2 separate regions of the Pan troglodytes genome follow, and region 1 is linked to region 2. A link is a contact called in public Hi-C data. All regions are on one chromosome and are shown on one strand. The core of a region is the stretch at or near the end of the contact, and the rest is flanking DNA. Distances in the headings are between cores, read along the strand shown. Region 1 holds the start of GNG12 (G protein subunit gamma 12). Region 2 overlaps GNG12 (G protein subunit gamma 12).

What was found. Hi-C and Micro-C count contacts between places; a contact is called where the count stands out from the background.
Region 1: a Hi-C map of stem cell-derived neural progenitor cells shows a contact between it and region 2, with 4 times the contacts expected there. The contact joins the promoter of GNG12 here to the enhancer-like site in region 2. A contact is called at or near these places in 4 of 7 Hi-C or Micro-C datasets (blood, induced pluripotent stem cells and stem cell-derived neural progenitor cells) and 1 of 1 datasets of contacts at active chromatin or transcription factors (stem cell-derived excitatory neurons).

The regions. Positions count from the first base shown.
Region 1 is chr1:163,152,497-163,157,302 of NHGRI_mPanTro3-v2.0_pri, reverse strand. It overlaps GNG12 (G protein subunit gamma 12), which reads right to left and starts at 2,379. Exons shown (of 5, transcript XM_009460436.5): 1 at 2,245-2,379.
Region 2 is chr1:163,217,615-163,222,421 of NHGRI_mPanTro3-v2.0_pri, reverse strand. GNG12 (G protein subunit gamma 12) reads right to left here. Exons shown (of 5, transcript XM_009460436.5): 3 at 3,366-3,395. Among named protein-coding and RNA genes, the nearest start is that of GNG12, 65 kb to the right of the region's middle. Within about 2 kb of position 2,376, at least 15 of the 24 cell types and tissues checked have an H3K27ac peak or open chromatin away from gene starts, as enhancers often do. A contact at or near this core is called in induced pluripotent stem cells, stem cell-derived excitatory neurons and stem cell-derived neural progenitor cells, where this site is marked.

The sequences.
Region 1 (4,806 bases), core at 1,130-3,629, 65 kb after region 2:
CACTGTTAAACAAGCTTCTCTTCCAAGTTAGGGCTCAGAAAAATTTACTTGACTTTCACAACTTGCCTTCCTAGGTTAAGCTTAAGCTGACATAAAACTCCAAAACAAAGCAAAACACAATAAATCACATAATTCTAATTTTTAAAAAAACTAATTTGATATTGGCTAACCACTTCCTCAAGTTTTCTGACCATGAAGCCCTTTGCTCTCACACTTTAATAAACCACCGATATTCTCTAACAAGTGACAACACAAATCCACAAATCTAATTGTTAGAGAGCTTTCAAGTTAAGACTGGAGCTTTCTGGACAGGAAATTTTTATAATTCTATTTTTTTCAGGCTCTTGTGAAACACAGATTCACATTTTCATATATTTCTACACAAATCTAAGTGCTGTGTGCCCTGTTGGGGGTTCGATATCTAGTAAATTACATGAGTTAAATACAGCAAAAATAGGACTGCATTATTTATAAGGTCTAACGACGCAGTAGACTTTTCAGCATTTTTTGGACTTAAACCAGGGCTTTACGGCGCTGGTTAACTATTAGAGAAGGCAAAGGGACTGAACATTTTATCTGAAAGTCCTTTTATCACTTAAGACTCTGTAAAATGTTTGATTACTTTAAAAATTGTGTGTGTGAATAACGTTAGTTTACTAGAAAAGGGGCTTGCTAGTACATATAATTTGGTTAAAAAAACAAAAACAAAACAAAACAGCTCCTTACTTGAATGTGATTGTTTTGGCAATAGTAAAATTCAATCCCGTCGTTCTAGCGCTGCCTGCCTTCCTGGTTCTCCTAGGTGAGGGCCGCCATCCTGCGATAATTTACTTCGAGAGCTGCGAAGCGCTGGCAAGGGTGCAGTCTGGTGACTAGCACTTTTAAAAACAAAGCCAAACTCCGCTTTTAAAATAGAGAAGGCACAGACGCAGACCCTGCCTCTGACGACATCCAAAAGATTCATTATACACAGCCTATTCAGGCGAAGCTACAACCGCCCCAGGAAATATAAACTGTGTCGGCAAAGACAGCAGGGGGGAGAGGAAGTAACTGATAGGAAGGAAGCTAATCATGTGAAGTTTGTCCAACTCCACACGGTCTAATAAATTCCCGTTTGTTTCCGCTGGGAGCAGCCATTAAACGCGCCCTGACACGTGGGCGCAGGAACCTCCCTTCTACCTCTGGTGTTCAGAGATTTCCTTCTCGACCCACTTGTTTGTATACAACCACGCCCGGCAGGATGACCACCAGATGACCGGCCGCAGCAATGCCTCCACTCAGTCTCAGTTGGGCAAAGTTTCACTCCACTGCGGCGACGTGAACAAGAATCACGGCTTCCTTATCGTGAGTTATGAATGATTTAAGCCAAGTTTACAGGACACACAAAGCGAGGGACGAGTGAGTGACGGGAGGTGCTAAGTGACAGCGTTTTAAAGTCAGCTTTAATTGATATGCCCTAATTAAAATGAAAAACAGAAGTCACCCTGCCCCACGGGATAACTGTCGGGGCAATAATTTAAAAAAAAAATCACCCAAGACTAAGCCTCAACCTCCCCCTTACCACTTGCAAATACAGTCTGCAGAAAAGCAGCCTCGGGTCCCCACTCGGGGGTCCCTCGCGGGGTGCGTCATATGGGCTCTCCCCTCTGCGACCCGCTATTTCCCTGCTAGACCCCCAGCGCCCAGCGGATTCCAAGGCTGCGCTCCCGCCGGCTGGTCCCGGGAGGTAGAAAGTAGGCAGAGGGGCGTGGCGTCCCTGTCGCCCCCACATGCCAGCCCTCCTCCAACGCCTGACACCACCACAAGCCACGGCTGGGAACACTGGGGGCCTCCCACCCCGGCGCGGGGCGCACGGCCGCAGGCTGGCGAGGAGGCAAGCGAGCTCAAGGGGAGACCTTTCCTTCCACCCCCAGCCCTAGCCCCAGCCACAGCCGTGGGGGCGGCTTCCCGCAACCTCGGGCGGCCGCCCGTCGAGGGCGCGCGTTTCTGCCTCTGGGTCTCGGTGTCCCTTGGCCCCTTCCTCCCCCTCCCCCCGGTCTCCGGCGCCCAGCGCTCAGACCAGTCCCCGCCCTCCAGCAGGACACTCTCCCCTCCTTCCTTCCTTCCTCCGCTCCCTCCCTCCATCTCGCTTCCCAGCACCCGGGACTCGGAGGCGGCCCCCGAACTCGCTGGCCGACGCCCCGCGCCGCGCCCCGACCCCGCGGGGACCCGACTCACCACCCGCGCCCGCCGCTTGGTACTCACCCGCCTGCCGGTGCGCTGCCCCGCCGTCGCCGCCGGGACTCGGTCTCTAAGGGCTCCTGGAGACGGCTCCGACCTCTCCTCCTCCTCCTCTTGCTCCTCCGGGCGCCGGCTCCGCCTCGCTGGGGTGGGCGGGGCGGCGGCGGCCCCGGGCTCCTTCCTCCGCGCCGGGCCCTGCCTCCCGCCCGGACGCCCTGGCTGTGCTGCCCCGGGCCGGGGAGCCCGCGTTGTGGCCCCGCAGGAGGAGGGGCGAGGCCTGGCCTGGGGAAGCTCGGTGGACGTCTGGTCGTCTTTGGCCATCCCCCTTCCTCTAATTCTCATGGAGGACCTGAAGTTCTAGGACTTGAGGCCCCCCACTCTCCGACCCGCCCTCGCGCGGGGCCGCCCTGACTCCTCGCAAGTTTCCTTCGCGTGCGAACGCCTCGCTTGCCCCTGTGCCAGCGGTCCCCAGGGCTGTGAGGATGAGCGCTGCCAAACCCCTACACGAAAGTTTGGTTCTGTTCCAGAAACTATGGAGGAAAACACTCATAGTAACATTTAAAGGGCCCTGGGGCCACGGAGAGACGTTTCCCAGAAAGTGGAGGTATAACTGCGGATTATAGAATTTGTAGTACATCCACCCACCATGAGCTTCCCGTCCATCTGCCCCGAACCCCTGAAATTTGTTTCCGAATGTCCAGTACCTGGCAGAGTTCTGCCTAATGAATTAATGGGATTTGGTTGGTCTTTTCTGGAAGGGTTCAAGGTCGGGTAAATGGAGGAGCCATTTCTGCTTCCATAGATTTTGTACTATTCCTTCGGCCATTCGACAAACATTACCAAGCACCCGCTGTGTACCAACTGCGATGCTAAAGGTGATGGGAGAGGTACAAAGATGAATCAGACAGGGGGCTTGCCCAGAAAGAGTAAAGAAGCTGGATGTTCAGAAAACCACTCAGCGGACTTTTAGAGTATTCCTAGGTAGCCGCTTTCTTGTTTGACAGGGTGGAGAGAAAAGAGGTGAGGCCAAAGTAGGTCACTTAGAACCAGTGTGGGCAGAGTCCACAGTTGAAATGGAGTCTGAAAGCATTGGTGAGGGATGTCTGTGTATTGAGTTTCACCAACTGAGGACAAGTGGGCCCTGGGGAATCTGGGAACTAGGGACTGCAGTCAGGGCATTATATTCCCTCTTGCTTTCCTTCTGACCCCTAAGCAAGTTTCAGGCTTAGTGAAATCATTTGCACATGTAGAAGAGGTGTCACAGGTAGAGTAGGTGTATGAATGCATGCCTTGCCCCAGGAGTGTGGTCTTAGCAAGCTGCGGATGGCGATGGTTTGTGGGATGCAAGCCACAGACTGCCAGAGGGGTCTTTATTTCCTGTTCTGTTCAGCATTAGGAAATGCTTGACTGATTCACAAGTACTAACAGTTCAAATGATACACCTGAAACAGAACAGCTTGACACCACAGGGACTGAGGGGTGGCATACTGGAGTTTGTATTTTTTGGCCACAGACCACAGAATAGACTCCTCTAAGCTATGCTACTAATTTTCCTTCCTGGGACACTTTATAGTTTAATAAGTGCTTTCATGTACTTACTCTTACTTTTCTCTCATTAGTCTCTTGAAAAAACCTGGAAGCTGGAACACCACGTATTGCCACCAGTAACTTAAGCGGCTTGTGGAAGGTTTTTCTAGTTGAGTGCTGTTCAAAGTGTGGTTCATAGAATAGTGACAGTCTGCAAACCGTTACCCATCTACAAAGGGATGAGCATAGAAATTGCAGATGAGCATGTAGAAACTTACAGCAATTTGACAGAGTAATTTTATGTCTGTTAAATCGTTTAAAATGCAGCTTTGTATTTTATGTCTATTTCGTTTTTCTTTTATGTGGAAAGGCATCAGCCTGCAACAGATTGAAAATAAAATATCACAGATAGTTTGAGAAGCACTGATCGAGATAGTATTAGGTTAGTACAGAAGTTATTACCGCAATTACTTTTGCATCAACCTAATAGCAAGGCAGGAATGATAAGAGCTAATACTTAACCAGCACTTTCTGCATAGCAGATGTTGCTTTAAGTGCTTTACATATATTAAACCTTTTAATCCTCCTAACAACCTAAGGACGTAGTCACAGGAAGGTTAGGTCTTACAGAGCAAAACTGGCAGAGCCAGGATTCAAACCTTGGCTGGCTGACCCAATACTTTGTGCTTTTATCGATGCCCTCGATCCAGTGTCCTTTCTACTCTGCTGATGTTTCCCAAACTTAAAGGATTCACATTCCATTTTCATACAACTGTAATTCCTATTTTTTATTTATATTTCTTATTGACTCACTTTTGTTATTTTGTACATATATTACCCTGGCAGTTAGTAACTCCAAGCATGTAATCATGGGTTTGAAAAGCAAGCATCAATCTTCTACTCTAGTTTATATTAAAGTACATGCCTAATTCCAGCACTTGCTGCCAGTGCTTGGCGATACCCCCTCCAGTCCTTTTCCAGTTTCGTGCACACTGGTTCCAGGCATGCTTTCATTCCCTCCCGCCAGCACCCACATCATATTCTCAGAGTACCAGCTCC
Region 2 (4,807 bases), core at 1,127-3,626:
CCAAAACATTGCTCTTACTAAAAATACGAACCCTTATTCTGACCTATCCCAAGTACCCACTTCCAAAGCCTACCCTTCTCCTCTGTCTGTCCTAGTCAGCAGAGTCTAAACTTCAGCGTATTATAATTTGTGAATAATAATGAAAGCCTGAAAATGCTCTGAAATTAGAGGGAACTTAGATACCATCCTGATGTTGCTCAGCATTGCAATTACCTGACTTTGAGGGACCATTAATGAATGAGACTGTCTCAACACTAGATTAATGGCCACTTTCAACAGTGGAAAGGGAACAGATGTCCAAGAAGACAGAAAGGTACTAACAGCTGTGTGTATATGCGTGTGTGTATATGTGTGTGTGTTCTCCTTCAATAACCGGGGTGGTGGCTATGGCCACAAGCAAGGAAGATGGGTGTTCACGCAAAAACAATCAACCTGCTCGTGCTTTGGAGTTACTCTGGTCTAGCAGAAACTGCAGCTCCCCAGGGCTCATTATCACCTCTGGACTTTGTCAGAGTGAGTCAAGTAGCAAGAACACAGAGGAATCGTCCAGGAACTAGACCTGGGAAAAATATATCAGTCTTTCTCCAAACAAAGCCTGTTTGGTATTTCAGGCAATTAGTTTCCAAACACTTGGGTCAAAAAGCAACAGATTATATTGTCAAAAAATTATTTCCTTGCATGAGATGAAAAATTAGACAAAATATATAAGAATATATAAAAATTAAAGTAGACAAAATATATAAGAATATTATCAGTAGTCATTAGATGCTCCTGTCAAGTATTGAAAAAATAACTTATAATAATCTATAAAATGTATGCACACTCTTTTCTTTTCACATCCTTCTAAGGCAAACAGCCCCCAGTAGGCGATTAAGCTGATGCACGAGTAACGATCTCTTAACAATGCCATGCCATCAAATACTGAAGTACAGTTCAGTGTTTCTAAGAGCAGAGAAAGAAAAAAAACATTAAAATTATTACTAATATAAACACTATGATTGTATATTGCACTTGAGGGATGAAGATCTAGAACAATGAAGATGATACACATATTTACCTACAGACAAAAGATGGTAGATAAGATTTTTATTATAAAGGCTTTATTTATAAAGGGAACACATTAGAAGCTAAGTAATTGGGTCAGATTTGGTAATTAAAAGCAGCTGAATAATCAACAAACGCTTAACAAAGGTGTTAGAATAAGATCATATTTTAACAGAAGATGAAATACATAGAAAGGTTTTTATACTTCAACCCTTATTCTTCTGCCTGTTTTGCATTTTTCTTTTAAAAATACACAAAAAGTATAGGAAGCAGTAGTGAAATAACTACTACCTAGTCAACCTGTGACTGAATCTGGCAGTTGTTAGTAGCAGGTGTAAATGAAACGATGCGAATAAACTAGCAGGACTAAATCAAAAAGATTTCAATGTGGGTGACATAGCTAAAGTCTATAATTTAGGATCTCTAATACATATCCAGTTTGTGGTTGAAAATTCCTGCTTTCTAGTGGGCTTTACGTCTGCCACAACCCCAAGGAGTGAAACGAAACTCAAGACTAACAATGATTTGTTGTAACTAGACGTAGTGGTGAAAATCTGGCCAAAAAAAGTCCACTATAAATGTAACAGCTGTGAGGCTTAAGCCTGGTGGCATTTAAACCATTTTACTCTTTATAGCTATAAGAGTATTCAACCCCAAGTTTACAATAACATCTCAAGGCAAAAACTCAAACAAAACACGGCACGTGCGCGCGCGCGCGGCGCGCGCACACACACCCACACCCCCCTAAACAATGCCCTCATAGACAAGCCCCTTTCAAAGTCCCACCTAATTACAGGCTGACAATCTTTCCAAATTATCAATCAGAACAATAAAAATGCCCTTGAGGGCTCATTTTAAACAATTCTCTGGTCCTCCTCTAGGGGGCGAAGTTGGCTCGCATTTCACTGAAAGGGGAAATTATTTTCAAACCCGGATTTTCGCACAGTGCTAGAAAGATATTCACATACAAAGGGGCCTTTCCGCGCTCCTGCTTCTTCTCAATACATTTCACTTCGGCTGATGAGCAAAGCAGCCCAGCCCTTCGGCACAGTAAGAGGGAGGGAATGTGATTACGGCTGAGCATAAGCAGGGCTTAATCAGCACAGCCCTGAAGGCTGGGCCAGCTCATTCTCCTCAAACTTGAGATCACAGCTATGGTTTTGCCAAAGATGATACACTTTCAAGAATATATGTCGGTGTTTTTTTTTTTTTTTTCCAGGAGAATTTTCCACTGGGGAAATTCTGAAGCCAGGTGAAGCCTCACACGGGGCTCCCTCCCACCCGGTCTCCTCTGTAGGGCCTCCCTCTGAGAAACCACAAAGCAAGCTGCTGGAGGTCTGAGTGCCTGCCCTCCCTTCCTGCACAAACGAGGCCCTTTCTACCCTGAGGATGGCATCTGGTGGTCAGGAAGATGCCTGGACAGCAGTTCCTCGCTGGGCCTCGCTTCCCCCTCACGGAAAGGGTTAGGTGTCCTCTTAGGGAATGCAGGTCTAGCTACAGAAGGGGCATACACAGGCAATGCCTATTCCCAAGGGAGAATCAAATGTGAGTTTTAGCACCCTAGCAACCATACAAGGCAGAAGGCTCACAGTGTGTGTGTCCCTGACCCATGGATAGATCCAGTTTTTGTGGGTTCTAAGCCTTATACAATTTTGGGGGTCCTCTTTAGAAAAATCATACAAAATTAGGAATATCACATTAGCTACAGGGCATTGGAATGGGATGTTGCCAGTGAAAGATCCTGAAACTTAGGGTTCTTTAACTGCTGGGCCATGCAGTTATCTTGTCCAGCCTGCCACCACTGGACTCTCCCCTGCAGTAAAACCCCATGTCACGTGTGCTGGCTCTGGGTCTCTTCTTGGCCTCTTGAACATGGTGCCATCTCTAATGAGGCTGACAGGGGTTCAGCACGACAGGGCCTGAGCTCCACCCGCTTAGGACTGTCCATTGCCTGGAGACAGATACCGAGGTGGAGCTACTGAAAGAAACACTTGCGCTGCCCTGTGAAGGGAACAAACTCCTCTGCCACGGGTCAGCTCTCCACACCTACCTGACCAAGTCTCAGTCACCAGTTTGGGTCATCTCACTAGTTCAGACTCTGCCTCCTCCTCCTTTTCCACCCATGGGAAGGTTATGCAACCCCCCTTCCAGACCTCCTTGGGCTGCACAAAGGTGCCAACTATACTAGTCTTTACTGAAAGACAGCAAAATAAAGTGACCTCAATTGAGAGCATTTATCTAAACATAGTTTGTTTGCATATTTTCAGTCCTTGTAAAAATAATACACAATTTTCTCCTTATCTGATGGCAATATCACTTACCTAAATCTTAACAATAAAATGAGGCAAGGCCTAAAAAAAAAAGAAAGTTAAGTTTAGTTGATGTAGCTTGTTTTCACATGTGCTACAGTTTGGAATTTATAAGCAAACCAGATATAAATTTTCTTCTTTTTGAACAAAACAGTAAGAACAACTTCTTACATATAGAAATGTCTTCATAAAAGCCATTTATCACAAAAAACAGTGTTCTGCAAATTTGATTTAAAAACTTTTTTTGGAGATGGGCTCTTGCTACGTTGCAGAGGCTGGACTCGAACTCTTGGGCTCAAGGGAATCCTTGGCTTCAGCCTACCAATGAGCTGGGACTACAGGCACATGCCACTGTGCTTGGTCTTCTGCAAATTCTTATTTGTAAAATGGAATGTGCTGGGAAAATAACAGCCACCATTATTTGCATCCTGTGAACCACACGTAGTCTAAACATTTCATATAGACTATTTCACTTAATCACCTCAATAACCCTATGCAGTATTATCCCTATTTTATTGATGCGGAAATTGAGGCTTTAAGAGGTAAGCGACTTGTCCAAGGTTACAAAGGTATTTTGTATAGATTTGAGGCTGGGCAGGTTGAGCCTTATTGTTAGTCTCTGTGCCATGCTGCCTCAGCAGCCAAAAATCACTTTTGATACTATAAAGAACTAGTGAGTTTCACAAGATAGTTATTTTTTAAAAGCAGATCATTGCACATATTTAGATTTTTTCCCAAATTCCTATTTGATTAAAAAAAAACAGGCTGAGGAATGGGGCTAGTTTTTTCCAAGGCTTTAAAGGTTTTTAGAAATCATCATAATAGTTAAATGCAAACAATGTAATAGCTACCATTTATTGAACATGTATTATGTGATGGGCCACTGGCTAAGTTTACTATGTGCAGTGTTTCCTTTAATATAGCTATCTTGTGAGGCAAATGATATGATGCCCATTTAACAGATGAGGAAACTGAGACTCAGAAAGGTTAACCGTAACCATGTTCAAAGTGTCTCAATAGATAAGGAAAGTTTGAACTCTAGTCTATCTGCCCACACTAAGCCACTTCCCTACTATAAAATGTATACATATAAAAAGTATGCTTTAGCTAAGAGCCTGTTAGTTATTTCAAATATATATCTAGATCTTTGAATGGCCAGTGCAAATCACCATATGCTTTTAGGCCAAGAGAATATAGATGAACAGTCCCAGGGGAGTTGAGTTCTGCTATCTGAGCTTCTGTCTCTAATATCACCTCATATGATGGGTCTGGGGGAGGAAAGGAGGGAGCTGTATCTTGCCATCTTTGTAAGCAGCCAGTAAAAATGAGGACATAAATCAGGTCCACATCTGGATATATAATGTTCAGTCTTGCCAAGAGACTAGTACATGATGGAACTACCCAAAATGCATTTCATACATTCTTAGGCCACTGCACCCAGAGAGACTCCAACT